Regions from separate parts of the Mus musculus genome. Here all the other regions are linked to region 1. A link is a contact called in public Hi-C data. All regions are on one chromosome and are shown on one strand. The core of a region is the stretch at or near the end of the contact, and the rest is flanking DNA. Distances in the headings are between cores, read along the strand shown.

Region 1 (3,611 bases), core at 592-3,091:
GTTTTGTCCATGTAGCTATAGAGGTTAACAATTACCTGAGCTATGATGGCCTCCCCAAAAGAGGATAAAATTTATTAAACATCTGAATGCAAAGAAAAATGACCTTGAGCCTGGTGAGGTCAGAGTTTAATCCCGGCACTTACAAGGCAGAAGCAGACAGATTTCCACAAGTTCAAGACTAGCCAGGTCTACACAGTGAGTTGCACGCCAGCCAGAGTTTCAGAGTGATGTAATGAATGCCACCCCTCACCCAAAAGCTTTGATTAAGCCAAAAAAGATTGTTACCAATGTAAAACCAAAATACCAAAACTCCGTTCAGAAGCTTTTTCAGAGTCATAATACAGACCTCACACTAATAACCATTTGCACGCCAAGAAAAAAAAAAAAACAGAGTGACATTTGCAGTTATCTAACCCGACCGATCTGGTGTGGAAGCTGACTTTATATCCTGAGCAAATCTGTATCCGATTCAAAGTGAGGTGCACTGGAAACAGTAAATATGCAAATATTCTACAACAAGCCTGTACTGCAACTTTCTTGATGTCCCTGACCCTGCCTCTCCCACTAGGATTTGTGAAGTTGGTACCAGATTTCTAAAAGAAAGCCTCGATACAGTCGGGACTGGCCCTGTCATTGTAGGCTGAGGAGTCACTGGCCGGCTCTAAAGCCTGTTTCTCTCCAGCCATGCTACAACCACCTGTGAAAGACCTAGCGCTGTCCATGATTGCTAAGACAGTTTCAAAGTCGAGCACACTGCACTTTTAAGTACATCTCACTTGAGAGAAGACTTATAGCAACTTATAAGTAAAAAATTTATCTATTGTGTTTCAAGAGTTGGCGGGACGCCTGGAAAACTCCGGGAGGTCTGAGTAAACCCCGTGGGACTTCCCGGGAGCCGGAGAGAGGAGCTTCCAGCTCCATCTGGACCACAGTTGCATCTCAGCGTCCCCAGGTGTATCATTTCCCATCCACCCCAGATCCCTATTAAATACATTATTTTACCGATGAGAAAGCCAAAGCTTGGGGAGACTGAAGGAAGAAATCCTAGTGGAAATCTGAGTGCAACAAACACACTGTGGCTTTATTCCATAGTGCGACAACTATTCAAAATCGGAACGGGACTGGCGCCATCCCCTAGCTGCTTCCACACTCACGCCTAGCCGAAATGCTCAGGCCATCACAGGATCCTCAAAGCTATGCCAGGACTTCTAATTTCACCATTTAACTCCAGGACGCCATAGAAACATTTGGCAACAAACCCATCCGTTTCCTGATTAAGTTTTCTTTAGCTCGGAAAATCCTGCATTAAGGCTCAGATTTTCACGCATCACAAGGATTCTAGAGACATGTGAGACTCTGTCTACGACCACTCCCCTCCGGACCCAGTATTTTACATATGGCCTGGTCTGATCAGCTGAGTCCAGAGAGGTACAGTGCTGGATGCCAGGCACCCCAGATGCCCGGGTACCTCTAGCTTCTGAGACTCATGCTTCCCACTCATAGCAGAATAACTTCAGGTCACCGAATTTTATTCAAAGAGAACTACATTCGGTTGTCTCATTTACGGAGCTATTTCTCAATGCGGTGGATGCCACCGAAGAGAGCCAGGTTTTCGTTAAGGATTCCACAGGGCGGCTTCTTCAGTGAAACTCAAGTCTGGCTATTGTCTTCAGTAAATCTTGCTCCAGCAAGGCCTGCATCCACTTATCTTTGTGAATTGAGATTCTGTGGCTTGGATTCGGTTCCTACTCCTCCACCGGCCTCTCCCCACTTCATACTCTTCTAAGCCAAACAAGGATGGGGGCTGGGGAAGCCCAGTTCAGCGTTGTATTCTTTGTCTCTTGCTGCCCCCTGCTGTTCAAGACAGGGTAGGCTAAGCAGACTGGCAGCGAGCTCCAGGAACCTGCCTGTCTTTGCTTCCCTGGTACCATGGAAAGACGGTGTCACCACACCCATATGTATGTATACGCCGCTGGATGGAACTTGGGTCCTGATGTTGTGGCGAGCATTTTCCAAACGGCGCTGGTTCCCTGGCTTCTCCATTTTTCCTCTCAACATGGAAATGAAAGGATAGCTCCCGAGCAGTGGCTCTGTGAGGGAGAAACAAAGTGTCTGGCAGCAAAAGCTATAGGATTTTCTTATGAAGCACTCTCATTCCATTAGTTTTTTTTTTTTTTTAAATAAGGAAACAAAATCGTGTTACTTAATATCCATTTCTATTGAGCCAGTTAGTCCATCTAAACACACACAAGAGTCCAGACATGCACTTTGGAGTTATGGGAGAGATTTACTATGACGTTATGTTCCCATTAAACCCATCAGAAGGTGGAACCAGATGCCAAGAAAGTATTGACTGCACAGGCAAAACCCTCCAACGAGTTCCTCCCGGTTCACCTTGAATATGTCCTGAACACTCACATAATTCACATAATTTGGCAAAACCCATTGTAACACAAAGCCTATTTGTTAATAAAGTCCCGACTAACCCATGCCATTTCTCCAGCTCTCCAGGGAAAGGTGCCACAAAACGTCCCATTGGAGAAAGAAGAGAGTAAGCAGGTAGAATCACACTGCAGTTTGGCTTTGCTGCACCGTATACATACAGTGGACTAGAGGCCAACTGAACGACAGTCAAACTCTGGTGGGCAGGGGGACAGAACAGCATCATGAGGATCACACATAGGTCAGGAGCTCTTCACATGCACACTTCAAGAGGCACAGGGACTAAAACTCGAGTCCTCACCTGAATGAAGGTCGTCACAACCTCTGAGTACCTGGCCACTTAATTCCTTCACCCACCAGAATGAGAGTCTCAGGAGAGCAGACACTTGCTGCCCAGTTTACCATGTACTCACTCTGGATCGGCACAAATCCAGACGTGTTCAAGGTAAGGTCTTCCTGTCTCCGATCAGCAACCACTGATATTCATTTCAACCACTGATGTTCATTTCCCAGGCAGCAGCCAGACCATCTTTCTAAAACTCGAATCTGATCATGACTGTTGCCTATTTGGAAGCCCTCCAATGACTCCTCCTCAGTTGTCCTGGCAAAGCCCAAACCCCTAAAATAAGCCAATAAGGGATGGTGTGCATTTCAGCCACACCAAGGCCTTTTGGCATTCCTAAGGGTCATGTGTCAGGTGTCCCAGCATCCACACCTGTTCCCTGACTGGAATCCCTTTCCCTCTTCCCTAAATTGTGGTGACACCCGCAGGACCCAGCTCAGGGATGCCTCCCACTGGGCTGAAGTAAAACTGAAGTAAGAGGTAAAGCTATCTTCCTGGGCCTCCAAGTTGTAGGGTCTTAGTTTATTGGTGCTAAGGATGATTATCGTGAGCCATTACTTCTGAACCTGTGTTTTGCTTTCTTCTTCCTAAGCTCCTACAACCTCCTCTATTTCTTTAGGCATTTACTACACAAGATATGGTGCACACACCATTAGGATTTCTATGCCTGTTGGTCTCTTAATGGGACCTTTATGGAAGGCAATTGGATGTTCATTACTGTGTTCCTTTAAGAATAAAAAACAAGTGCCAGGCGTGGTGACGCACACCTTTAATCCCAGCACTCAGGAGGCAGAGGCAGGCGGATTTCTGAGTTCGAGGCCAGCCT
Region 2 (3,334 bases), core at 8-2,507, 580 kb before region 1:
CATATTTTTAAAATTATCTAATTAGCATGGGTCACATTGACTTGTATTTTATAAACCAACTCTGCATTTCATTTTAGACCAAGGTTCATTCATTTTTTTTTTTTAGCCATCTCCCAATGTGATATTATATTTACAATAAAGAACATCTGGATATTTGCAGTTGGAGAAGTCTTCGTGCTTTTAAAATATGACATTGAACAAATAGTTCTCCATCAACGGCTAAACAGCAATCAGCCATGTCTCGGATATTTGGGTGGATTTGGTTTTGTTATTAAAAACATTTGTTTTTGTATCACTTAAAACATCTTAATATGGTATGTAGGTATGTAGGTGGTGAAAAAGCAGGTTATGCTACAAGGAAAAACTCTGAAATTTTGTAATAATTAGGGTAATAAGTCTAAATGAAGAATAATGGCTGGGTTTCCTTCGGTCTGGCCTTGATTCTTTCCAAGTGAGAGCACGGTGGTGCAACACTGCCCCCTACTGTATGTCTTTGCCCTGCCCTTTGAAGGAATCTCAAAAGAAAAAAATTGGAAGAAATCAACAGCTTGGGACAAACCTATCTTCTTACATTTGGTATTTTAAAAAGGTGTTGTAGAGAGTACTCAGCACAGACACTCAGAGGATTAGTAGACTCCTCGCTTCTGTGGTGCCGTTTACTTTCTTACGGGGCGTTGCTGAGGTAACAGATGACACGTTTTTGTTTTTCCCCTGATGGATGGTAGTGGAGGTTTGTGAATGTGCTTCTGTTTCAGTTAGCGCTTGTCTCAAGGAATGGTGCATCTTTGAAAAAAAACGCACAGGATCTCTTTGAGGCTGGAAAGAATAGGGCTTTTGTCCATTTTCATGATAGCTTCAGTATTTTTAATAACAGGACCAAACCTTGAGGTAAAATGTATCAATTTAACCAATCACATCTTGGAGCTCATCCAGGCTTAACTGTCTATAAACAACTTTGTCTTATTTTGTGTAATAGAACCCTTAAATTCATGTGCAAGAGTCTTTGGCACGGATAACATTTAAACTTTTTCATTTTGATGAAAAGTTGAATTCCTTCTTTTCCCTTTCTAAGGGTATTACTTTAACAACATTATTTTGATGACATGTCCTTTGCAAATGCATACTTTCGGACATTAAAAAACAAATCGAAAGCCACTTATCATATGAATCATTGTTAAAGTCAGCTGTAATCCGCTGTGTAAAATCTCCCTGTAAAGGCACACAGGCTAGGGGCTTAAACCTGGAGCACATTAAATTAGTTCCAGTCTCTGGCGAACTGGCTTTGCCTGCCTTGCTTAGGCAGGCAAACCGGAAACAGGCAGTTTATAACAAGAAGTCTGCCTCAGAAACCATGGGGTCTATTGGAGAAAGATTTATAGCCCCACTTATATAAACATTACAAATGTGGACTCCGAGTAGGAGGGGAACCGTTATCGAAATCTCCCGAAGAGCTTTTTCATTGTGAGTAAAATGGACAGCGTGCACTGTTGTTTGAAGACCCGCCAGCGTTTCCACAGCCGTCCTCTCCACTGCTCTGCCTGATTAAAATGGAGCATTGTGAAGACTAACCAGACCACCTACTTCTAATTTGTTTTCACAGTAAGACTGCATTGGCATCAAACCTGGAGCCAAAGAGACTCTGTGCCAAAGGAGAAAATTATCATTTTGGAGTTAAAGAAAAAGGAATATAATTACATGAAATCTAGGGGTAATGGAGTCTGGACTTCAGTTTATACCACTGCCTGAGTTTAAGTGATTTTTACATATAAACTCTTTCCTAGATATCGTGTTGTCTTTGAGATTGTAATAGAACCCAGATGAGGCTTGAAATATTTGGTCCCATAAAATGAGGAAGGCTGAAAGGAGAGATTAACATTTGAGATTAGAAAAGCTATTTATTTGATACTTCACATATGGCGAGCTGAGGTCTATGGGCTGCACGTCTGTGTTCTTCTCATTTAGCTTTATCTCATTTGTAATGTCTTGAAACTTTCCACATAAATACACTTTCTTTTGCCCAAATATCTCTAACAGGGCACTAAAATCAAATTCTCTCTTTTCTTTTGGGCTTGTTAATAGTAGCTACTGTCTTGTGGGTCCAATCCAGGTGGTGCTGAGTCCACTCTCCTTAGGATCTCTGCAGCATTCCTGGAAGATAGCGAGCACATCTGTTTTTAGCATTTTTAACTCAGTCCAAACATAAGGTTATTTGGAAAGCACCTTTAAAATAGGGGCTGCTGTAAGAAGGAACACAATGAAAGGTTGTGACTGATAAAACATGAAGCCAGGATCCTCAAGAAGAGAGTGGAGTTGAATGTCGTATGCAGCACACCCATAGAAAGGTCCCCATGTTTTCTTTGTCCATCAGGTCTGTTTTCTTTGATAGCAAGAAAAGCCACTCCTCTAATTTCAGCTGGTGAGCAGAAATGAAAAATCTGATCATGTGTCACATCAGAGAACAGGTGGACTCAAAGGGAGGTTCTGAGCAGTATCACACGACTAATACTAGTGATAATTTTACTGGGTATTATTTTAAATTTTTAAAATTATTTTTATTATAACATTCTCATTATTTTTGAGAATTTCATATACCTGTGCAGTATATTTTGATCATATTATGGACCTCATGTATCAAGGCTTACATATGCTATGTACCAGACTTAGTGTCTTATGTATATATGTCTTTACTGTGCAGCAACTCCAGTTTTGAAATGAAGAAGCTGAGATTCTGAGTTTGGGACGCGCTCAGCCACTGTGAGTGGCAGTGACTGCTGTGACCAGCTCTTCTGGCTCCCAAGCCTATGCTCGTTACCTGCTTAAGCACCACACAATCCATGTTGAGCTCTTCACCTTAAAAGCCATTTGGAATCTTGTAAAGCACAACCTGTAATCCCATGAGTGTCTAACCTGCTCCATTCCACCCCATGAGTGTCTAACCTGCTCCATTGTATCCCATGAGTGTCTAACCTGCTCCATTGCACCCCATGAGTGTCTAACCTGCTCCACTGCATCCCATGAGTGTCTAACCTGCTCCATTGCACCCCATGAGTGTCTACCCTGCTCCATTGCATCCCATGAGTGTCTACCCTGCTCCATTGTATCCCATGAGTATCTACCTTGCTCCATTGCATCCCATGAGTGTCTACCCTGCTCCATTGCATCCCATGAGTGTCTACCCTGCTCCATTGCATCCCATGAGTGTCTAACCTGCTCCAGTGAGGTCCATGGACTTCTCCTCAGCAGCTCTCTCTGCACCCAGAGCCTCTGTGCACAGATGAGAGGTCCTGAACATGAGATGAACTCTTGCTCTGAGCAGATGGATTCAAGGCTCTTT
Region 3 (3,593 bases), core at 1,092-3,591, 940 kb before region 1:
GTATATATTCATGCCCCTTCCCTCAGCCACAACACAGATAAACCCCAGTGCTCAGCACCCAGACCAAAGCAGAGCTTCAGTTGTGTTTCCAAAACTCCTTGCTGCATCTGCCCCAGCCTTTGCAACAGCTGCTTTCTCTTCATCCCCTGCTCTAGATTTCCAGCTCTGGAAAGTCAGGGACCATAGCCACTATTTTAGAATTCGGCACATAGCAGATATCTCAGGACTGTTAGGGATGTTTGGATGAATAAGGAATAAAAGCTCCATACAGGTAGGATGCGAGAGTTTGAGCATGAAGTGTCGCCCCCCCCCCCCCAAAAGAGGTTCATGCACTGAAGGCTTAGACCCCAACTGGTAGTGCTATTCTGGTAGGTTCTAGAAGCCTTAGGAAGTAGAACCTATATGGAAGAAGTGGGTCAAAATGGGTATGCTCGTGAGAGCTATGACAAGTCCCCAGATCCCTTGTCACTTCTGCTTTCTGGTTAGACATACATGATGGTACCACCATGACCCACGTTTCTCCACAGAACCAAGTAACCATGGACTGAGCCCTTTGAAACCGTGAGCCAAAAGAATCCTCCCATTTAAATGTTTCCCTTAGGTATTCTGGTCCTGGCACCTAAAGTTCTAACATATAGGTCCACCCAGTCCCACCATATATATGCCATTTGATTCTGTCTAACGGTAAAGTTGCCTTAGTTCTAAGGGGAAGAGTGTACCATCCTAGAACAGAAATCCCTGAGGGTCCCAGACTCAAGAGACAATTGGGGTCAGAACTAAAATCTTCAGGAAGCTAAGAGTTCCCAAGTGACATGAGCCCTCCCTGCTCCCTGCAGCTGGCACTGGCCCTAGCCTGAGTACTGGCCTCTTATAGGCCTCTTCTTGTCTACATATGGTTTCAGCCTTCCTCTAGGGGGCTTAGAACTTAGGCTCGGGGCTAACAACTACATCTGGGAGGCTCTAACCCAGAGAAACACAAAGACCTCTTTCAAAGTACAAGTACTGAAAAAAAAAATATAATCTCAACACTTCCTCCGTATGCGTCATACCTTTTTTTTTTTTTTTTCCTGATGTCAATAGCATGTTGGCCGATTGGGTCTCAGAGACCATGTTAGGATGAACACTGGTTGCTGTGTTTAATTAGAAGGGCAAAAGATAGAGTAGCTTGGACTTTGAGCAGAAAGAAAACCAAGAGGAGGAGCTATGAGGCCTGGCAGATGTTCTCTGACACAGTCAGTCCCTGCCAGCTCTGGGCCCTGTCCCACCCCTGTAGAAATTCTGGCAAGTCCTATCGTTATTTTTTCTAACCTGTCATTATCTGTCTCCTGGAGGTAATAACTTCAAATTTCATAGGACTGTTCAGTGAAAATTAAACAAAAGGAAACACATCGGATACTTTCTATAGTACTAAACATATAGCAAGTATCTGGCACCAGTATTTTTGAATCATAGACATTGCTTTATTGTTTTTTGCTTTGCTTTAAGATTTGCTTGTAAGATTCTAGAGAGAGGCAAGCGGCCAAGGAGAAAAAGATGATTAACAGTTTCCAGGGACCCATGCTGAAGTAGTGGTAACGCTGGAGTGACCCCTTGCTGGGGCACAGATGTTCAAGCCTCCAGATGTTCACACTGGACTGGTTTTCTGTATGTAGCACAAAGGAGCTGAAACCCAAACAGGTCTGGGAAACTTGTACAAGCACAAAGTCAGTCGGGAGCACAGCGACAGTCTTAAATCAATTGCAAATAAAAGCCCCAAGAAGGAACTCTACTACCGCCTGCACCCGCGGTAACCTGGAAAGCTTGCTTCTGCTTCGGGTTTCTCCACATTATACAAAGGAGTAGGAGAGAGAGAAGTGGGGAAAGAGGAGGGGTGAAAGATGGGGAGGGGAAGGATGGAGAGGAGGAAGAGGAGAAGAGAGGGGGAAAAGGGAAGATGGAGGAGAAAGAAGAGGGGGAAGAAAGCGGTGGGGGGAGACTTTTTAAACATTCCTCCCCCAACTTCCTGCCTCCTGGAGAGAGGAGCCAGCAGCCACCAGAGATCTTAGAGGGACGCCTTGTGTCTGGGCCACCACGGGCAGTCAAGGAGCCTTGCTTTTGGTCCTAGGGGAAGCTGTCCCTTGAGGAGGCTGCAGTGTGTCCACCAACATGGTTCAATGAGGGCAGTAGTTTGCACACATGGGGAACCACTAGGAATGACAGAGTCTAGCCCCGGGGCTATTTTAGGCCAGACCCAGAATTGGAGTCAGTGGAGGTTTTGTTTATGTAACATCTGCTCAAGGCTCTTTGGAGCAAATAACCCAGGCTTCCAGGCCTGCGCTCGCTCAACGAGCAGGGGCGTGGCTTCGAGCTTCCTGTTGTTCTTGGCACTGCTTCCCTGCTGTTGTGGCTCCTCTCCCAAAGCTGTTTGCTGCCTCCTAGGCTCAGCGCAGTAGCTTTCTCCTTAGATCCCTTTCTAGGGTCAGGATAGCTTGTAAGTAGCCATGAAGCTAGAGGAGATGGTACCGCAGGGACTATGCTCCAGGGAGTTGCTTCCTGACCCCCGGGTGTCCTGGCCACTTGTCAGCCTCCCCCTGCTTCACAGTGCCCGCCCGATCTCTTACTTGAACAGCTTTCATGACAGGTCTGGCATGCTAGACAAAAGATTCTGTTCTGTATTCTGAGAGCACAGATCTGAATCACGACCTGCACCTGATCCTTGCGGTCTGGAATTGTCTTTACCTGAAAAGCATATAAACAGGACTGTTTCTTGGTGTCCTCCTGCGATTGGCTCCAGTACCCAGTGGATACTGAGATGCAAGGATGCTCGAGTACCTTCTGTGAGATGGATAGTGTTTGCATAAAACCCACGCAATCTCCTGATTACTTGTTTCACACAAATCAATGTAAGTGCTGTGAGTAGCTGCAGTTATTGCTTAGGGGAAAATGACCAGGAAAACAGGAGTGTACATGTTTAGGACAGATGCGGTTGTTTTTCATAAACATTGTTGTCTGTGTTTGATTGACCCCATGAAGGCAGAGCAGACACAGTGGGTTACCGTACATATTATAATATACACTAATTTTCTTTGTTTCAGGCCTTCTCAAGGGCATGAAGACTGTAGCTTTCTAAAAATCCAGATAATGTAGGTACTGTGTATTTTGTCATGAACTCTTTGTATGTCTGTGTGTGACAATTACGTATGTGTATGCATATCTATAGCTATCTATATTTATATCTATCTATATATAATGTATTTTGACTAAATTCACTCTCCCCCATTCTTTCTTGTCCCCTCTTGCTGAACTCCATATTCCTTCCACCCAGTCCCTCTCCTACTTTCCTGACATTTTTTCTGTTCTTCCTCCCCGTCCCCACTCACAACTTACTGATTTTAATCAGCATTGTTTACATGAGCTTGGATAGGAATACTATTTCCTAAAGTCTGGACGACCTACCTGTGGCCAGGAGGAAAATCCCCTCCCCTCCCCTCCCCTGATACCCTGTTAGCTGCCAAGAACTCCTCAAGGAAGGCTAGGCCTCATGAGGAGGCCTCCCTCCCTTACAAATGATGGACCACTGATGGGCCCTCAGTGGGCAGGTAACCATGGCTACA

Evidence for each region. Hi-C and Micro-C count contacts between places; a contact is called where the count stands out from the background.
Region 2: a contact with region 1 is called in a Hi-C map of uterus, with 7 times the contacts expected there. The contact joins two enhancer-like sites. A contact is called at or near these places in 26 of 484 Hi-C or Micro-C datasets (the HL-1 cell line, the N1E-115 cell line, the STO cell line and 16 more), 3 of 115 datasets of contacts at active chromatin or transcription factors (astrocytes, embryonic stem cells and fibro-adipogenic progenitors) and 2 of 9 other capture datasets (embryonic tail and embryonic trunk).
Region 3: a contact with region 1 is called in a Hi-C map of cerebral cortex, with 3 times the contacts expected there. The contact joins two enhancer-like sites. A contact is called at or near these places in 10 of 484 Hi-C or Micro-C datasets (cerebral cortex, cortical neurons, cranial neural crest and 3 more) and 2 of 115 datasets of contacts at active chromatin or transcription factors (embryonic stem cells and kidney).

Annotation. Positions count from the first base shown.
Region 1 is chr5:73,852,436-73,856,046 of GRCm38.p6, reverse strand. No RefSeq gene overlaps it. Among named protein-coding and RNA genes, the nearest start is that of Gm34960, 50 kb to the right of the region's middle. Within about 2 kb of position 1,841, at least 57 of the 459 cell types and tissues checked have an H3K27ac peak or open chromatin away from gene starts, as enhancers often do. A contact at or near this core is called in the STO cell line, cerebral cortex, palatal mesenchyme and 1 more, where this site is marked.
Region 2 is chr5:74,431,129-74,434,462 of GRCm38.p6, reverse strand. All of the region lies in intron 4 of Scfd2 (Sec1 family domain containing 2), which reads left to right. Among named protein-coding and RNA genes, the nearest start is that of Scfd2, 99 kb to the left of the region's middle. Within about 2 kb of position 1,257, at least 60 of the 459 cell types and tissues checked have an H3K27ac peak or open chromatin away from gene starts, as enhancers often do. A contact at or near this core is called in the STO cell line, palatal mesenchyme and uterus, where this site is marked.
Region 3 is chr5:74,791,184-74,794,776 of GRCm38.p6, reverse strand. No RefSeq gene overlaps it. Among named protein-coding and RNA genes, the nearest start is that of Lnx1, 90 kb to the right of the region's middle. Within about 2 kb of position 2,341, at least 196 of the 459 cell types and tissues checked have an H3K27ac peak or open chromatin away from gene starts, as enhancers often do. A contact at or near this core is called in cerebral cortex, palatal mesenchyme and uterus, where this site is marked.